Regions from separate parts of the Anas platyrhynchos genome. Here region 2 is linked to region 1. The links are chromatin contacts, called in public Hi-C maps. All regions are on one chromosome and are shown on one strand. The core of a region is the stretch at or near the end of the contact, and the rest is flanking DNA. Distances in the headings are between cores, read along the strand shown. Region 1 overlaps SMG5 (SMG5 nonsense mediated mRNA decay factor). Region 2 holds the start of LOC101800252 (ras-related protein Rab-11A).

Region 1 (7,932 bases), core at 2,288-4,787:
ACTTATGGTCTTGATTCCAATCAGGTTGGCCACACAAGGACTGCACGCACACAGGTGTGAGAGTTTTGGTTATAGGCAGCCCCACATCATGGATTCATGGAGCTGAAGTCTATAGGACAGTATTTAACTGGAGCAGTGTTTAAATAAGAAAATAACACATGGAAGAAGTCACTTCGCATTGGGCTTAAAGCAAACTGCTACTGGAAACATGGAAAAAACACTGAGGCTTGCTGAAACACTGCGTTGTCCTTTCCTTTTCCCCTACCTGATTCCTGCAGGTCTGCAGCAGAAGGCAGAAGGTTCAGGAGCACAGACAGCCTGTTCCACAGGCTCTGAGAGCTCTGCAGAACAAAACACAAAAGGCCACAGAAATCGTCAGGATAGATGTATGCAGTAACCAGGCCACGTGGGCTTCCCATTCTCTTTCGCAGACCTCAAAATGCTTTAAAAACATAAATTTTACTACGCTTCTTGAGGCCACGATGCTCTTAATTCAGCTGGTGGGGTGTGGAACCTCACCTCCTGTCCAGGACTGGGCCAACAGTTTCATTATGGCCTTACCAGCCCAGCCCAGCCCAGGTGATCGGAACAGACACAGCCCTGGAGCAAACACCGAGCCCAGTTCCCACCTGAGCACACATGATGATGAGGTCTGTGTTTGTCCTCAGCCAGTCCAGGAACACCTTGACGGTGAGAAGCAGCCCCTCGTTGGTCACGATCTCCAGCTTCTCCTGAAGGGATCGCTCGTTCCTGCAGGATTTGTTACTTGAAATGCTCTCCTCAGAGTCGGACACATCGTCTGGAAAAATAAAAGGGAAAACGAGATGATGGCAGGCATTAAACCCCCCGAGAAGCCAAGCCTTACGGGTGTGAGAACAGTGCTGAGCTGGAAGAGTCAAGTGGAACTTGTCAGTGCCTCTGCATATCCTGACAAAGCCAGTTCTCTGCCCCCTGTGCTGTTGATGAGTGTATTGCTGTTGCACTTTATTCCTCAGTGATGGAAGATTGCTAAAATGGCTCTGTGAAAACCTGACAGAAGTCTTAACCCTCTGCAGCTGCCTCTGAGACTCTGCAACAGAGCAGGGGGGAACAGCACGTGCCAGCACGAGGACGGCATCGTTCACTGCACAGAACAGAGACCACCAAGTGGGTCAACGTGCACCCTGCTTTGGGCTACACAAGAGCAAAAAACAGCATTATTTTACGAGCCAGGGGACCACAAGAACTTAAATATTGAATATGTTTTGCCATTTTGTCATTCCACAGACCCGAGGATCTCAAAGCCAGCATCCAGGGCACAGCAACATCCCTCGATGACAACATCAGGCCAGCTACACGAGCGACCTGAGGTCAAGGTAGCAGCAAGCGTGGGATCGGCTGTGTTCTACTCCAGTCCCTTATTTTAATTGCACAGTCACTTCTGTCCATTAGCACAGTGATTATCATTCAATAAATGCTCAGAATCAAAAGGGAGGAAGCAATTTATCCAGAAACCACCCCCAACAGAGCGTTAAAACCGTGAACTAGCCCCGGTTTTGAAACAGCACAGCTGAGGGAAGGGGAGCTCCAAGCCAAAAAGCACAGGGATTCATTCAACCTCTCACTTTCTGCATCTATAAAGGCAACAGGGCCACACGATTCAGATACATTCCTGGGTCTGCAGCTTCTGCATAGCCCACTGAATATATAAAGGAAAATGTTAAGCAGACCAAACCCCTTTTGTTTCTTTCTTTCCCTCAAAGTCTTTCAAGTGGCTCCAGAGCCAAGCTGGGAGTCACAAATTGCTCCCACGATCTAATGCTTCCCCTTCAAATCCTAACCCAGGCAGAGCCTGAATCAGGCCCATTGAGTCTGGCAGCACGATGCAGAAATGTTTCCTTGCTCCAGGGAAGCGGGGAGGAACGACAAACAAGACTGAACAGGCCCATGTGGTTTTATCTGAAACACAAACAACGCCCTGTAGTGCATCAGATCTCCCTTCCAAGCTGTTCTTTCCCAGAGCATTACTCGGTTGCATAAATGGTGTGGTGACAGAGAAATCACAGCTCCACCTGCTGTGCAGCTGCAGTTTGGTTCAGCACTGAATTCAGCGTGGAAGCCTTCAGAGGGTCACAGAAAGTGGCCCTCAACTCCTCTTGCACACACCTAGGACACGTCTTCCAGACAAGCCACAACAGTTTTGGTAACATGATGGCTCGTGGAAAACTTCCTCGACTGCGTCTGCACTGGGAAGGATCTGATTACAGAGATTTCATGTGGGAAAGAGGAAGATAATCCAGACTGCTAATCCCTGCTGGAATTACCCCTGGTACTACATCAGAGGTGCTCAGCACCTGGCTGGAATTATTATTCTGCCTGCTGAGCAGAACAACAGCTAACGCTGGCTGGCTGCAGGTGTCTCCTTTGCTCACTTGCATGGGATCCCAGATGTCAGGCAAGGAGCAAAGCTCCTCCAGGAAACACCCAGCCCCAGATTTGTATGGTACGTGGGCAATCTGCTCATCCAAACCTGCCTGAAGGAGACCTTGCAGGATAGAAGGGGGTGGATTTTAGCAAACAGACTGCTCCGAGCTTGCAGCCCTCCACACAGAAGCACAACACGCTTCCAACGTCCTTACCTTGCTCTGCCAAGCTGGGTTTCTCCAGATCTCCGTTGACGCATGGCTTGTTGTCCAGCCCATCCTTTAAGACAGCTGGCTCACAGTTTGGTTTCAGAAGGATGTTGCTGAAAGTGGGAGCCAAGCGAAAGCAGCGTTTGGTCTGAAACAGCTGGGTGGACATGGCTTGGAGGTTACTGGCTATGCTCGCGTCATTAGTGCTCAGGGAAACGGGTCCATTCACTGCCGAATCTGGGGTCTCAGTTTTAGAGATGCTCGGGATCTTAGAGTCCCCAAGCCCACTGCCATCTACACAGTTTTTTAAGGCCTCTTTGGGCCCACTTTTGCCTCGGCTGCTTCCCTCCTCACCCGGCTCATCTTCCATGTCCTCCAAGTCAGACCGAGATTCTTGGCTGTTCATGTCAGAGTCCGTCTCCACATCAAAAGCAGCTTCTGCTTCCTCGTCACTCTTCTCTGAGCCACTTTCTGAGCCATCGCTGCCCTTTGTAGAGCCCTGGCTGGAGTCAGAGTCAAAGCCCTCACTCAGGTCGCTCTCATCCACCTTCTGGGGGTGGCGACGGCGACGCAAACAGGAGAGGCGAGAGTATTTCTTGCTTTTCTTGCAGTCATTCTTCCGCTGTTCCTCTTTGGGCTGGTGATTGGCCAACTCAGCTTCGGCTTCTTTCTCAATCGAGTTCAAAGGCTCCCGCGGCTCCTGGTCATCTGCAGACATTTCAAATGAGGCCACAAGTTAGAAAAGCACCGATGTCTCACACAAGCTGCTTGCTGGCCACGAGCCAGGGGAACCAGCAGCACAAATTTCAGCCATCGCTTCTATTATTGTCTTTCCCCAGAAAGAGAAGTAATGACAACCCTGAGAGAATGACTCAGACACTAAAAGGGCAGCCGGAAAGACTCAAGAAGCCTGGATTCCTACAGCCCAAGCTGTGCTGCTCCGTTATCAGGCAGCCTCAATGCTGAACGTTGCCAAACCAGCACAGAACACGCAGCTGAATCTGAAATTTTCTACCCGGCTTTCTAAAATCTGAGAGCCAAGTGACCCACCTAGCAGGCCAGGAGCGTGTGCCAGTCACCCTGATGAAACCAGCCTCCCCACCTCATAACCAGACTGAGTTGACCTCATCCCTTTCCTCCACCAACACGCCCCGAGCCTTTCCAGCAGCCCTCTGTCACCCTGCCAGCTTCAAAACCCAGGCAGGGGAGGAGTCGTTCACTGTTGCTTTTGGCCAGGAAAAGTCCAGCCTTGCATTCTGTGAAATGGTACAAATTGACGGTTCGGAGGGGAAAGATCAAGTGGTTTTCTTCTCTGCTCAACAGGCTCCACCAGCAGCTAAAGACCTGCTTTTGTCTGAACAGAGATGAGGTGTGAAGAGTAGGGCCGGCCTCCCCTACAAACTGCTCTGCCCAGGTGTTTTACCTGAGATCATCTCAGAGGAAGAGAAAAAGAGTCCAGTAAACAACAGAGAATGCAGACAGATCATAAGCAACACAGACTGGGGTAAATAGATAATGAACAAGCTGTTAAAAGACACAAAACCATAACTCCTTTCAAGACAGCAAGCGACCCTTCTATTCTACAATGATTCTGCTACTCGCTGAGAGCATCTAAGTGGAGACTCCCCAAATTACCCGTCTTTGTGAATTTCAGCCCAGCAGTCAAAGATTGAGATGTTTCTAGCACCACTCAGGCACGATGCGACAAAACCCACGTCCATGAGATTTAGGAAAGGAAAGTAAAAGCCACCCCCTTATCGACATGCAAGTGGGGAGAGCCAGCTTAGTTCCACCTCCGTCCTCTTACCTGTGCCATCATTCTGAAAAGCTGGGACTGGATTTTCCCCTTCTTCCAGCTCTGCCTGCAGCCGCATATTGACGTGATTTATCAGGTGAGAGAAGAGGGCCAGTGTGAAAGCAATGGCTGCACTGTACTGCTTTGAACCTGCAAGGAGACAGCTTAATGAGGCAGAGGAGCCTGACCACTAGCCCAAAACACGAGCGCCCACTAAGACTTCTTCTGCCTAATTGGACTGCTGATTGTTATCAGATCACTTGATTTCCGAATGGCTGAAGGCACTGGTTACCTGCCCTCTTGAGGCTGTGAACACTCATAAAGCAGATGATCACCATGCGGAAGATCAGGAGATCGGGAAGGAAGGAGTAGCCGCTCTCATACTCCTCTTCATCTTCGCTGGTTGAGCTCAGGTTAGGAGGAGAAGGCAGGTAGAACAAGCACAGGTTGAAATCCTCCAGTACAGACTGGCAGAGTGACGTCAGCTCAGAATCCAGAGAGCTTAACGGGAAGAAAAAATTAACAAGAATTATTATTCAAGACCCAAACTCCTGGCAATGGCTTCGTGGAGACTGACCAAATCTGGCAGAAGCTACAGTTGGGCAATCCTTTGCCCTGGGAAAGATAAAGCAAAGGGGAACATAACGCAGGCAACCACAGGTATGAGAAGCAAGTGGGATGAATCAGATTACATTTTCCTCTCCAAGGCTGATAAATTAAAGATAAACTGTAACTAGGGCACATCCTTGCAAAGAGATGGGTCACCAGAAAAAATACGGGGTGGGATGGGGTCAGTGGGTGGACTCACACATCGAGTCCCAGGCCCAAAGCAACACTCCTGCAGGAACAACCACAGTCCTTATCTGCACATCTCCTGTAATTCAAAGATCTCAAAACCACTTTATACCTAACCTAAATAACCACTCGATGACTTTTTCCCCGGGAGCTCAGGCTTCTTCATGAAGAAACGGGGCACTTCAACGTTAAAGACAGCAAAAGTTTCAGATCCACCGCTCAGCTAAAAGGATCACAACACACAAGTTAGGGACTCTTTTTTCCCTCCTCCCATAGCTATAACTCACAGCCACACAAGAACATTCTCCTGTAGCTGTTAGCCACTTCAAATGAAGCACACGTGGTTTTCAGTATAATGGGCTACAGGAGTCCCCTAGTTACCCCCCAAAAAAAGCAACAAAACCACACCTGTTTGCAAAACATCTAGCAAATCCTTTTCAGGGGACAACATAACTGGGAAATTAAAGTGATTTCCTGTTTTTTAATGTACTAAATATTCATTAAGTGGATATTAAATGAGCCTTGAATTTCTTGTCTGGTATCAGTCAATATTTGAATGCTAACCCCATGCTGGGCTGCATCAGCAAGGGCACAGCCAGCACATTGAACGTAATCATTATTCTTCTCTGTTTGGCACTCGTGAAATGGTATCTGGAGTACTGTGTAACACAGCACAGGATGTATGAGAAGAGAGAAAGAGAACTGAGTTTGTTCAGTTTGAAGAAGGCAAGGCTTAGGGAGGTATAAATTTTGTTTTCAGATGCCAAATAGATGGGTTTAAGGGCCTGAGCCAGAGGACTCTTCTCCATGGTGCACAGCAAAAAGAAGGGAAGCAACAGGCACAAGCTGCAGTAAAGGAAAATAAAAATCCCTCCGTGGTAAAGGTGGTGAAAGACTGGAAGGGGAACCAGAGAGGTGTGAGATCTCTGTCCTCAGATCCACTGAAAACTCAACTGGTTGATGCTCAGAGCAACCTCACCTAATTTCACATTTGAATCTATCTTTACAGCAGACCCTACTTTGGGGAAAAGACTGAACCTCTAGAAAGTCTCCTCCAAACTACACTATTCCATGATGAATTTAATTGCAGTCTGTGTTAGCCCTTTAAAAGGCCTGCTTTATTTCAAGAGGTGAATTTAGCATCACCTGAAAACCTCCCAGCAGAAAAAGACTTCATAAAGCTTGGACCTTTTGGCAAAAAGCTTCAGCACAGGCACCGTTATCCTGCAGGGAACAGCCTCTTCCACTTCTGAATGCCTGCTAGGGTGAATTATTAATGGAAGATAGAATCTGTCATGACCTTACCTGCTCTTTGGTTGCAAAAGGCTCTGCAGGTACATAAAGCTCACCAGCAACCTCTTAATGTCTTTGCACCTAAAAAGATTGCGAAGAAAACACTGTCAAGCAGGTACCCTCCTGCAGGTATCCATCCCTGAGATGGAAAAGGCTAACAGAGCTCTACCAATAGGTAAATCAGGTCTCAATTGATAACTACATCCTGAGGAAACTGCAGAAAAAAGGTTAGTTTACGTATTTCTGTTTTTCACCCATGTCTGGATGCTCCTGTACAGCCACCAGCTCCAGGGGAGAGGGAGAAATGCCTCATCTCAACATCTATACCCAGAGAGCCTTCATATTCTCTCCTAAGATCGTGACCTGAGAGACCTGGAATGGGATCTAAACTGGGGCTCCCCAAATTTTGACACTTGCTGCCTCAAATGGTTGACCCAGCAGTTCCCATTTCCCAGAAAGACATTGCTCCTGACCCAGAGTAGGATATTGGTGTGACTGCAAACCCTCAGCCCGCACCCCTCTCCTTTTCCTTGCCCTCCTACCGTTTCTTGCTGGGAGACAACTTCCTGGTTTCACATTTCTTCAGCTGGTGATACATTTTGGCTGCTTTGTCGTACAGACGCTTCAGGTTCCCATAGGCACCTTCGAAGGACACTTCAGACTGGATACTGAGATATGGAAATAAAACACATCAGGAGATACTTTGCCACAAGGTTGCTCACGTTCTATGGCTTTATTTCCCCAAAGAGTTATTCAGGCATCTAAACACAAAGATGGGTACAGCTAAAGAACTTAACTCCCCCTGAGATCTGTGAATCCCACTCCAGGCTGCATCACGGCTCCGTCTGCAACGTTTCCACACCTTTTTTTAGACTTGTGCCTTCAGGCCATGTTCAGATATCTTAATTCCCTCCACCTCACCATGCTGGGTGCCTCACTTAGCACTTTTACACCCCTTCAGACACAGCTCTCTAGCCCAGGCATTGGGTCTCAGCTGAAACACTGCCCTGTGTGCGTTTGTTTAGTGGTCAAAATAAAGGAGAAAAGAATCTGGCACCAGCAACCACAGTGCACTGATTCTTTGCCCAGAAAGCCAAGATCCTCGCAGACACTCACCAGCGTAAATAGCAATAGGTGGCTTCCACGTTGTAGTATTTGCTCCCAGCCAATGTCCCCAGCTGATTAAAAGGCATGCCTGTAACGAAAGAGAGGGGCAATGGAATTAACTTAGATCCTCCAATGGCCCTGCTAGAAAGCAGAGCCTTTCTTCCTCACTCTGTTTCACGTGAGAGTGAAAACAGGTGGCACCAAAAATGCTAAAATGCTGCAGTACAAAGAACTGGACTACTCAATTCTTTCACCACTTTTTTTTTTTGGCTTTACGGTGCTTTTGGTCCTCTGCACCTTCCTGCTGGCTAGCTGTGTAAGCATAGTAAA
Region 2 (7,932 bases), core at 3,444-5,943, 97 kb before region 1:
AAGGTGCCCAAAACCCTTCTGCCTTCCTGCGGGGAGGGTCTGGGGGGGTTCTTTTCCCCTCCCTGCTGCTCTTGGATTTCACATGATGGCAGCAGAGGGGAGGAAAAGCGCCGGTGTCCGGCCAGATCCCGGCTGAACCCAGGGCCCTGCTCCTGGCCCCGCTGCCCCAGCCTGCCCCGCGCTGCGCCGGCCTCGGGATCGGGCCCAGCTCCTCCTCCGGCTGCCCCGTGACGGTCCCAAGGGTGACTTTACCTGCCCAACCTGCGCTGCCACCACCCGTCCCACCCCTTGAGTCAACCCGGCCCGGGCCCCGCTGCTCCGCCAACGCCACCCGCGGCGCCCTCCGCTCCCCCGGCCCCGTTCCCGAGCCCCCCTGCTCTCGGGCTCCCCGGCACCGAGGAGACTTTGCCCTCCTCATCCCCCTCCCTTGGAGGCCTCCCCCGCTCGAGGCTTTGCAGTGGGAAGGAGGAAAAAAAAAAACAAAAACCCAGCTGGGGCGGGCGACATGAGCAGCGCCGAGGAGGATTACAACTTCGTCTTCAAGGGTGAGGAGGAAACTTCGCCCCCTTGCCTTCACCCGGAGGACGGGGTGGGAGGAGGCCGGGGGTGCGCCCCCAGTTTGGTGTTTCCCAAATTGGGATGGGGCTGGGGGCTACCCCTGTGCCCCTCGAGCGAGCTGCAGAGGGGTTTTGGGACTGGGGGGCTGGCGGTGGGGTCGGGGGGCTGCCTCGCTGCCCGTGGAGGTCCTGGGGACCCTCTGCCACCCCGGGGCACGGGGTAAATGGAGGGGGTGACGCGGTTGGGGCCGTCCCCACGAGGTGTAAAGGTGCCAGCCGAGGGCGGCGGGCGCTTCAAAGTCATCCTGCCGCGGTGCCCGGCGGTGGCACGCGCAGAGGACGCGGGTGCTGGTGTCCCCCCCACGGTGTCACCGGGTAGGACGGGTGCCACCAGCCCCCACGTACCCACCGGGGACGTCCCCTGGGCTCGGCAGCGTCCTCGTCCTGCTCCTGCTGCCTGGATTCCCCCTCCCTGAGCGGTGCTGGGGCCTCAGCGGTGATAAGGGGGTGCAGGGGGGGCTCTACGAGCCCCTGAGTGGCTTTGGAGAGGGGCTGCGAGCTCCCACAGTGGGGTTGGGGCTCCGTTTGCTGTGCCGGGGGGTTAAACCCATTCTCGACCCATGTTTGGGGCCGTTGTAAATAGGGCCAGGATGGTCCAGGGGCTGCTTTCTTCTTTTTTCTTCCTTTCTCCCTTTTATATTTCTTTTTCTCTTTTCTTTTTCTCTTTTTCTCTTTTTCTCTTTTTCTCCTTTCTTTTCCTTTTTCTCTTTCCTTTTTCTCTTTCCTTTTTCTCTTTCCTTTTTCTCTTTCCTTTTTCTCTTTCCTTTTTCTCTTTTTCCTTTTTCTCTTTTTCCTTTTTCTCTTTTTCTCTTTTTCCTTTTTCTCTTTTTCCTTTTTCCTTTTCGTCTTCACCCTCCTGGGCTCACGCCGTGTCAGGGTCACCCCTGTGCCACCCTCTGGGACAGTCCAGCAAGGCAACAGACCACTGACGGGGCTGAATAAGGCCAGGAAAGGTTCTCCGAACCCTCCCGAAGCCTTTCGGGTGCCCGCTGCGGCCTCGCCACCCTCCTCGCCGGGCCCCAGCGGGGATCTTTTCGCTTCCCTCCCCAGTGGTCCTGATCGGGGAATCCGGGGTGGGCAAAACCAACCTCCTGTCCCGCTTCACCCGCAACGAGTTCAACCACGACAGCCGCACCACCATCGGCGTGGAGTTCTCCACCCGCACCATCGTGGTGGGCGACGCCACGGTCAAGGCGCAGATTTGGGACACGGCCGGGCTGGAGCGGTACCGAGCCATCACCTCCGCGTAAGGACATCACCCCGCGCCCCCCCTAACCCCATAAACGATGCTGTTGTGGGGTATCACAGCTTGGGGTGACGGTGGGGGCTCTTCCCCAGGTATTATCGGGGCGCCGTGGGGGCCCTGGTGGTCTTCGACATCACCAAGCACCAGACGTACGACGTGGTGGACCGCTGGCTGAAGGAGCTGTACGACCACGCCGAGCCCAGCATCGTGGTGATGCTGGTGGGGAACAAAACCGACCTGGCGCAGGCTCGGGAGGTGCCCACGGAGGAGGCGAAAATGTTCGCAGGTATGGCCGCTCGCTGCTCCTGACACCCCAAAAACGAGCGGGGAACCTCCAAGCTCGCACCAAAAAGGGATCCCAAAAATCCCAGTAGGGGCCCCAAAATGAGCCGTGCCCTCGCTGGGGTCCCCATCGTCACGGGGGTCCCGCTGTCCTTGCAGAGAACAACGGGCTGCTCTTCTTGGAGACCTCGGCGCTGGACTCCACCAACGTCGAGCAGGCTTTCGAGACCATCCTGAAGGGTGCGCGCTCCGGCACCGCGGGGTGATGGGGAAGGAGGGGGCGCGGGGTCCCTCACGGGGTCCCTCGTGGGGTCCTGTCCCTCATGGGGTCCTGTCCCTCGTGGGGACCCGGGGCTGGGCGGAGGATTCCCAGCGCGTCTCTCCTCCGCCCTGCTCCACCCCAGCAGTTTTTGGGGCTGGTTTCGGTGCCGTCTTTCTGGCTGGTTTGGTTTCCGGCCCTTTTGCGCTGGGCGTTTCGCTCCCTGCCACCCGCCGGCTTTGTTCTCAGGGCCCCGGGGGCTCCTTCTCCCCTTGTAATCTGCGGTCCCCTGGGGGGCAAAAACCCCTCGGGGGCTCCTGACTCAACGTCTCCGGCATCCTGCTGAACCACCCGCAGGGGCCTGGGGGGACGGAGAGGGGCGATGCGGGACCTGGAGCAGCTCTCCAGGAAGGAGAGCGAGGTGTGCCATGGGTGCCATGGTGCCATGGGTGCCGTGGTGCCATTGGTGTCATTGGTGCCATGGGTGCCACGGTGCCATGGGTGCCGTGGTGCCATTTGTGCCATGTCCTTTGTGCCGTGGTGCCCTTTGTGCCGTGCCACCCCCGACACTCAAAGCCCTAACCCAAATTGGGCAAGAGGAAACCACAAGGTGTTCCCCACCACCCACGGGGACGCAACCGCAGCGCGCTGCTCCCCTACCCCTCAAAGCATCCTCCCTTTGAGGGGATCCTTCAGAGGTGTCTGCGCCCCCCCCCCCTCCAGGACACCAATCTGCCCCCTTTTTTCCCCCCCCCTCCCCGGACCCTTTTGTGTTTTGCAGAGATCTTCCAGAAGGTGCAGAAGCAGAAGCAGAGGAGCAGCCAAAGCAGCACGGTGTCGCTCGGCAGCGAGAACCCGGAGAGCTCGGCCCCGGCGCAGGGGGAGAAGCGCCCGTGCTGCGTGGCCATCTGAGCCCCCCCCCCCCGGGCAGCTCGGGGGGGTCCGGGACGTGCCAAGGGGCTGGGGCTGGGGCTGGTCCCTTTGGGCCACCAACCCCCTGCTGCGGCGTGGTGGGGAGCCTGGAAAGCGGGTAAATTCTGCCAGAAATGGTGAAAAGCCTCAGTGCCGGCAGCTCCGCGCCATCCGCCTCGTTTTTATGGGGTCCTGAGCAATTCACACCAGCACCCGAGCTGCCCCGGATCCCGATCCCGATCCCAATCCCTCCAGCCCCGCCGTGCAGAGGACTGAGACACCCAAGGGTGCTGCTGCTGCTTCTCGCCGGGGCCGTGCCACCCACGGGAGCTGCCGCGATCCTGCTGTGGGGTCTGCACCGCGCGCTGGGGACCTGCCTGTCCCCACAGCTCCGCGTCCCCAGTGGGGACAGCTTCGGGGTCACCGCATCCCAAAATGTGGTGCTGCCACCATTAAAGGACTTGCGAAAGGCGGCTCCGCTCTGCTGGAATCCCTCAACCCTCCTGGCCTCAGCCCTGCGCCCCCCACCCCATACCCATGGGGTGCGTCCCCATGGGGGTCCCTGCGCCCCTTCCCTTGTCCCGTTGCCCCGATGGCCCCCAGGGGGATGCCCGGCAGCTGATCGGCCCCAAAAAGGGGTCTTTCCCGACCCCCCTGGGAAATGGGGGGATGTTTCTGGGTTCCCAGGGTCTTCTCCTGGGTGTGGGACCAGGGCTGGAGGCTCCGCATGGGGAGTGGGGTTGTGCTGTGCCAGGGGAAGGGGGAAAAGGGGAATAAGGGAAAAGGGAAATAGGGGAAGGGGGGAATAGGGAAAAAGGGGAATAGGGGAAGGGGGGAAGGGGTGGGAGAAGGGAAATAGAGGAAGGTGGGGGGAAGGGGGAAAGGGAAAATAGGGGAAAAGGGGGAATAGGGAAAAAGGGGGGAGAGAGGGAAAGGGGGCATAGGGGAAAAGGGGGAGTTAGAGGGAAAGGAGGAGTGGGGGAAAGGGGAAATAGGGGGAAAAGGGGAATAGGGAAGGGGAGGAAGAAGGGAAATATGGGAAAAGGGGAATAGGGGAAGGGGGTAAAGGGGAACAGGGGAATGGGAGAAGGGGAATAGGGGAAGGAGGGATGAAAAGGGGGAAGGGGGAATAGGGGAAATGGGAAATAGGGGAAAAAGGGGAATGGGGAAAAGGGGGGGAAGGGGAAAAAGGGAAATAGGGGAAGGGGGGGAAGGGGAAGGTGGGAAGAAGGGGGCTGGGGACGGGGTTTGGGGTCCCGGGGCCCCGCCGCCCCCATGCACCTGGCCCAGGTGAGCCGCCGGGCGGTGACGGACAGCCCCGCCCGCCAATGGCAGCGGGGGAGGGCGGGGGGGGGACCAATGGGATCGCGGGGGGTGGCCCCGTCCCGCCTCCCCCCCCCCCCACCCCCCCACGCCCCGGTCCGGAACTCGGGGCAGGGGCAGGGGCAGGGGCAGGGGCACGATGCGGGGCCGGGACGAGGAGTACGACTGCCTCTTCAAGGGTACGGCACCGGGAACGGGAATGGGATCGGGATTGGGAACGGGAACCGGGACCTGAACCCGGATTGGGACCGGGATTGGATCGGGATTGGATCGGGACCGGGATTGGGATCGGGAACCGGGACCTGAACCCGGATTGGGACCGGGACTGGGATCGGGATCGGGACCAGGAACCGGGGACCGGGAACCGGGGACCGAGATTTGAACCCGGAATCGGGATTGGGATCGGAACTGGGAATCGGGGACCAGGGCCGGGAACCGGGAACCGGGACCTGAACCCGGGATCGGTATCGGGGTCAGGATCGGGGTCCTGAACCCAGGACCGGGAACCAGGAATCGGGACTGGGACAGGGGTCGGGAACCAGGGATCGGGATTGGGACCTGAACTGGGGACCTGAACCCAGGCCCGGGACTGGGGACCGGGACCTGAGTCTGAACTGGGACAGGGGACAGAGACTGGGAACCAGGACCCGGGACCTGAACTGGGAACCGGGCTGGAAACCAAGGACCGGGACCGGGGACCAGGGATGGAGACTGGGACCCGAACCAGGAACCGGGACCGGGGACAGAGACCGGGGTCGGGACCTGGGATGTGGGACCTGAACCCAGGACTGGGGCCCAGGACCTGAACTGGGGCCTGGGCCCAGCTCCCGGTGCTGGGCAGGTGCTGGGTGCCCCCGCACCCATGGGTGGGGGGTGCTTGGCCCCTGGGCAGCCCCAGGAGGCTGGGGGGGAGTCGTGGGCAGCGGGAGGAGCGGGGAAAAGCCCCCCTGCCCCCCCCGGGAAGGGAGCCGGGAACCCCGGGATCTTCTCCCCAGCCACCAGCATGGGGTCCCAGTCGCGACAGGACGTTGCCAAGTCGCGACAGGACGGCCAAAAATCGTGATAGGAGCCAGGGATGTCCTTGCTGTGAGTCAGCCGCCAGCACCTCCCCCGGCCCCCGCCCAGGAAATCAATCTCGGAGTTGCTTTGGGTCGGAAGGGACCTTAAAAATCTCCTCGCTCCGACCCCCTGCCATGGGCAGGGACCCCTCCTGCCGAGCAGGTGGCTCCAAAATCCTCCCCGGAGCTCTCCCAGGACCCAGCGAGGGGCGTCCCCGGCGTCTCGCCCCCTGCTACACCGGAGGCACGGCTCTGGGGGGGCCCCAGTGGTGTCCCCCTGCGGTGCCGGGTTCCTAAAGGAGCTGGGGCTGAGGGCAGCTGGAGGTCGGGCTCTGCTTTTCCTTCCCCGTTCTTTTCTTCTTAAAAATAAGAGAACCTGGCTTTGAGTCCAGAACCCGGTGGTTCCACCCAAACCAGGGGCAAAGTCCAAGGGAGACGCGGTGTTTCGGGGCGCGGAGCTGGGACAGCGCTCGCTGGGTCCCCAGGGCTTTGCTGGGGCTTTTTTTCCCCCAAACGGGTGCTGGTTTCGGTTTGAAGCAGCATTCTTTGACTTTCTTTATAAGGGAGCGTCCTGCTCCTAAGGCTTCCAGGGACACGGCACACGCGTGCCTCAGTTTCCCCATCCGGATTCGGCGCTGCCGGGGGCGTGCACGGGACCAGTGGAAGCCAAATTGCAGCAGCACTGCCGGCATCGGAGACCTTGTGCTGGAGCCAAGGGAAGTGGCAACCTGCCGTTAATTAAACACCGAGCCTGGATCAAAGCGCTGAGGCTCGTTAACGAACCTGGCACATTGCTGGCCGCTGCGTCTCCTCTGTTCATTGAGGGCAGCCCAGCCCAGCGTGGTCTCCCCAGGCATCCACGCAGCATCGGGAGCCTCCCTCCCTCTGCTGCTGGTCCCTCGAAGGGTTTTGTCCCAGCTGGGGAGGGCAAGGAGAAGCCCCCCCCGGAGTCCTCATTGCCCCGGGGAACGGACCGAGCCAGCAGCCATGAAAAATGAAAGAAATCCAAAGCTGTTGAGTCACAAACCCAACAAACTCGACAGGGGAGCCGTGACGGAGCCTCCCCGCAGCCTGTTGTTGCGCCAGGTTTGGCAGGAAATAGGTAGAAAATGCATCACCTGGCCCACACCCAGGGACTTTCCTCCTCCTCCTCCTCTTCCTCCTCACCTCCTCCTCCTTCTCCTCCTCCTCGGCTGGTGCTCGCTTTGGGACCAGCTCTTTAAATCCCTGGTTATGCCCCGATTCCCTCGGGATGAAAAGGAGATGGGGGCTGATGGGGACGTCCAAGTCCATGCAGGGCTGGGGATAATTTGGGGATAATTGGTGCTGCGTGGTGCTGGGGGGCCGGGGGCTGATGCTGTGCTTGTCGTCCCCCCCCCTCCCCAATCCAGTTGTGCTCATCGGGGACTCCGGCGTGGGGAAGAGCAACCTCCTGTCCCGCTTCACCCGCAATGAGTTCAACCTGGAGAGCAAGAGCACCATCGGGGTGGAGTTCGCCACGAGGAGCATCCAGGTGGACAACAAGACCGTGAAAGCTCAGATTTGGGACACGGCCGGGCAGGAGCGGTACCGGGCCATCACCTCGGCGTGAGTGTCCCCCCCGTGCCCCCCCAAATCCCACGTCTCTTCCCTGGGAATCCGCCGTGAGCCCGTCCCCTCGCTGTCCCCCAGGTATTACCGGGGGGCCGTGGGAGCTCTGCTGGTCTACGACATCGCCAAGTACCTGACGTACGAAAACGCCGAGCGCTGGCTGAAGGAGCTGCAGGACCACGCCGATGCCAACATCGTCATCATGCTGGTGGGCAACAAGAGCGACCTGCGGCACCTGCGGGCCGTGCCCACCGACGAGGCCAGGAGCTTTGCAGGTATCCCCTAAACCCCATCCCACCCCATCCCACCCCATCCCATCCCCTATGACTCCTGCCTGAGCTCAGGCTGTCCTCGCAGAGAAGAACGGGCTCTCCTTCCTTGAGACGTCGGCTCTGGACTCCACCAACGTGGAGACGGCTTTCCACAGCATCCTGACGGGTAAGGGGTGGCCAGGAGGGGCTTTGGGACCTCTTTAAGCTCTGGGGGTGGGATCCTTCTCCCCTGGGTGCTCCCAGCCTCTTGAGCTTTTGGGAAAATCTGAAAACCGCTGAAATCCACATTTTTTTTAAAAAGCTTTCCCTCCTTCTCCCCTTTTCTCGGCAGAGATCTACCGCCTCGTGTCTCAGCGGCAGATCGCCGGGCAGC

The links. Hi-C and Micro-C count contacts between places; a contact is called where the count stands out from the background.
Region 2: a contact with region 1 is called in a Hi-C map of liver, with 2.9 times the contacts expected there. The contact joins the promoter of LOC101800252 here to the enhancer-like site in region 1. A contact is called at or near these places in 2 of 8 Hi-C or Micro-C datasets (liver and subcutaneous adipose tissue).

What each region holds. Positions count from the first base shown.
Region 1 is chr26:1,373,061-1,380,992 of IASCAAS_PekinDuck_T2T, reverse strand. SMG5 (SMG5 nonsense mediated mRNA decay factor) reads right to left here. Exons shown (of 22, transcript XM_027444519.3): 7 at 7,612-7,690; 8 at 7,038-7,163; 9 at 6,508-6,576; 10 at 4,700-4,908; 11 at 4,420-4,557; 12 at 2,619-3,320; 13 at 630-799; 14 at 266-341. Among named protein-coding and RNA genes, the nearest start is that of SMG5, 14 kb to the right of the region's middle. Within about 2 kb of position 3,537, at least 3 of the 8 cell types and tissues checked have an H3K27ac peak or open chromatin away from gene starts, as enhancers often do. A contact at or near this core is called in subcutaneous adipose tissue, where this site is marked.
Region 2 is chr26:1,471,120-1,479,051 of IASCAAS_PekinDuck_T2T, reverse strand. It overlaps LOC101800252 (ras-related protein Rab-11A), which reads left to right and starts at 4,693. Exons shown (of 5, transcript XM_027444517.3): 1 at 4,693-4,818; 2 at 7,089-7,284; 3 at 7,369-7,562; 4 at 7,645-7,725; 5 at 7,891-7,932. The coding sequence starts at 4,779. It overlaps RAB25 (RAB25, member RAS oncogene family), which reads left to right and starts at 112. Exons shown (of 5, transcript XM_027444489.3): 1 at 112-545; 2 at 1,668-1,863; 3 at 1,956-2,149; 4 at 2,305-2,385; 5 at 3,186-3,789. The coding sequence starts at 506. The coding sequence ends at 3,316.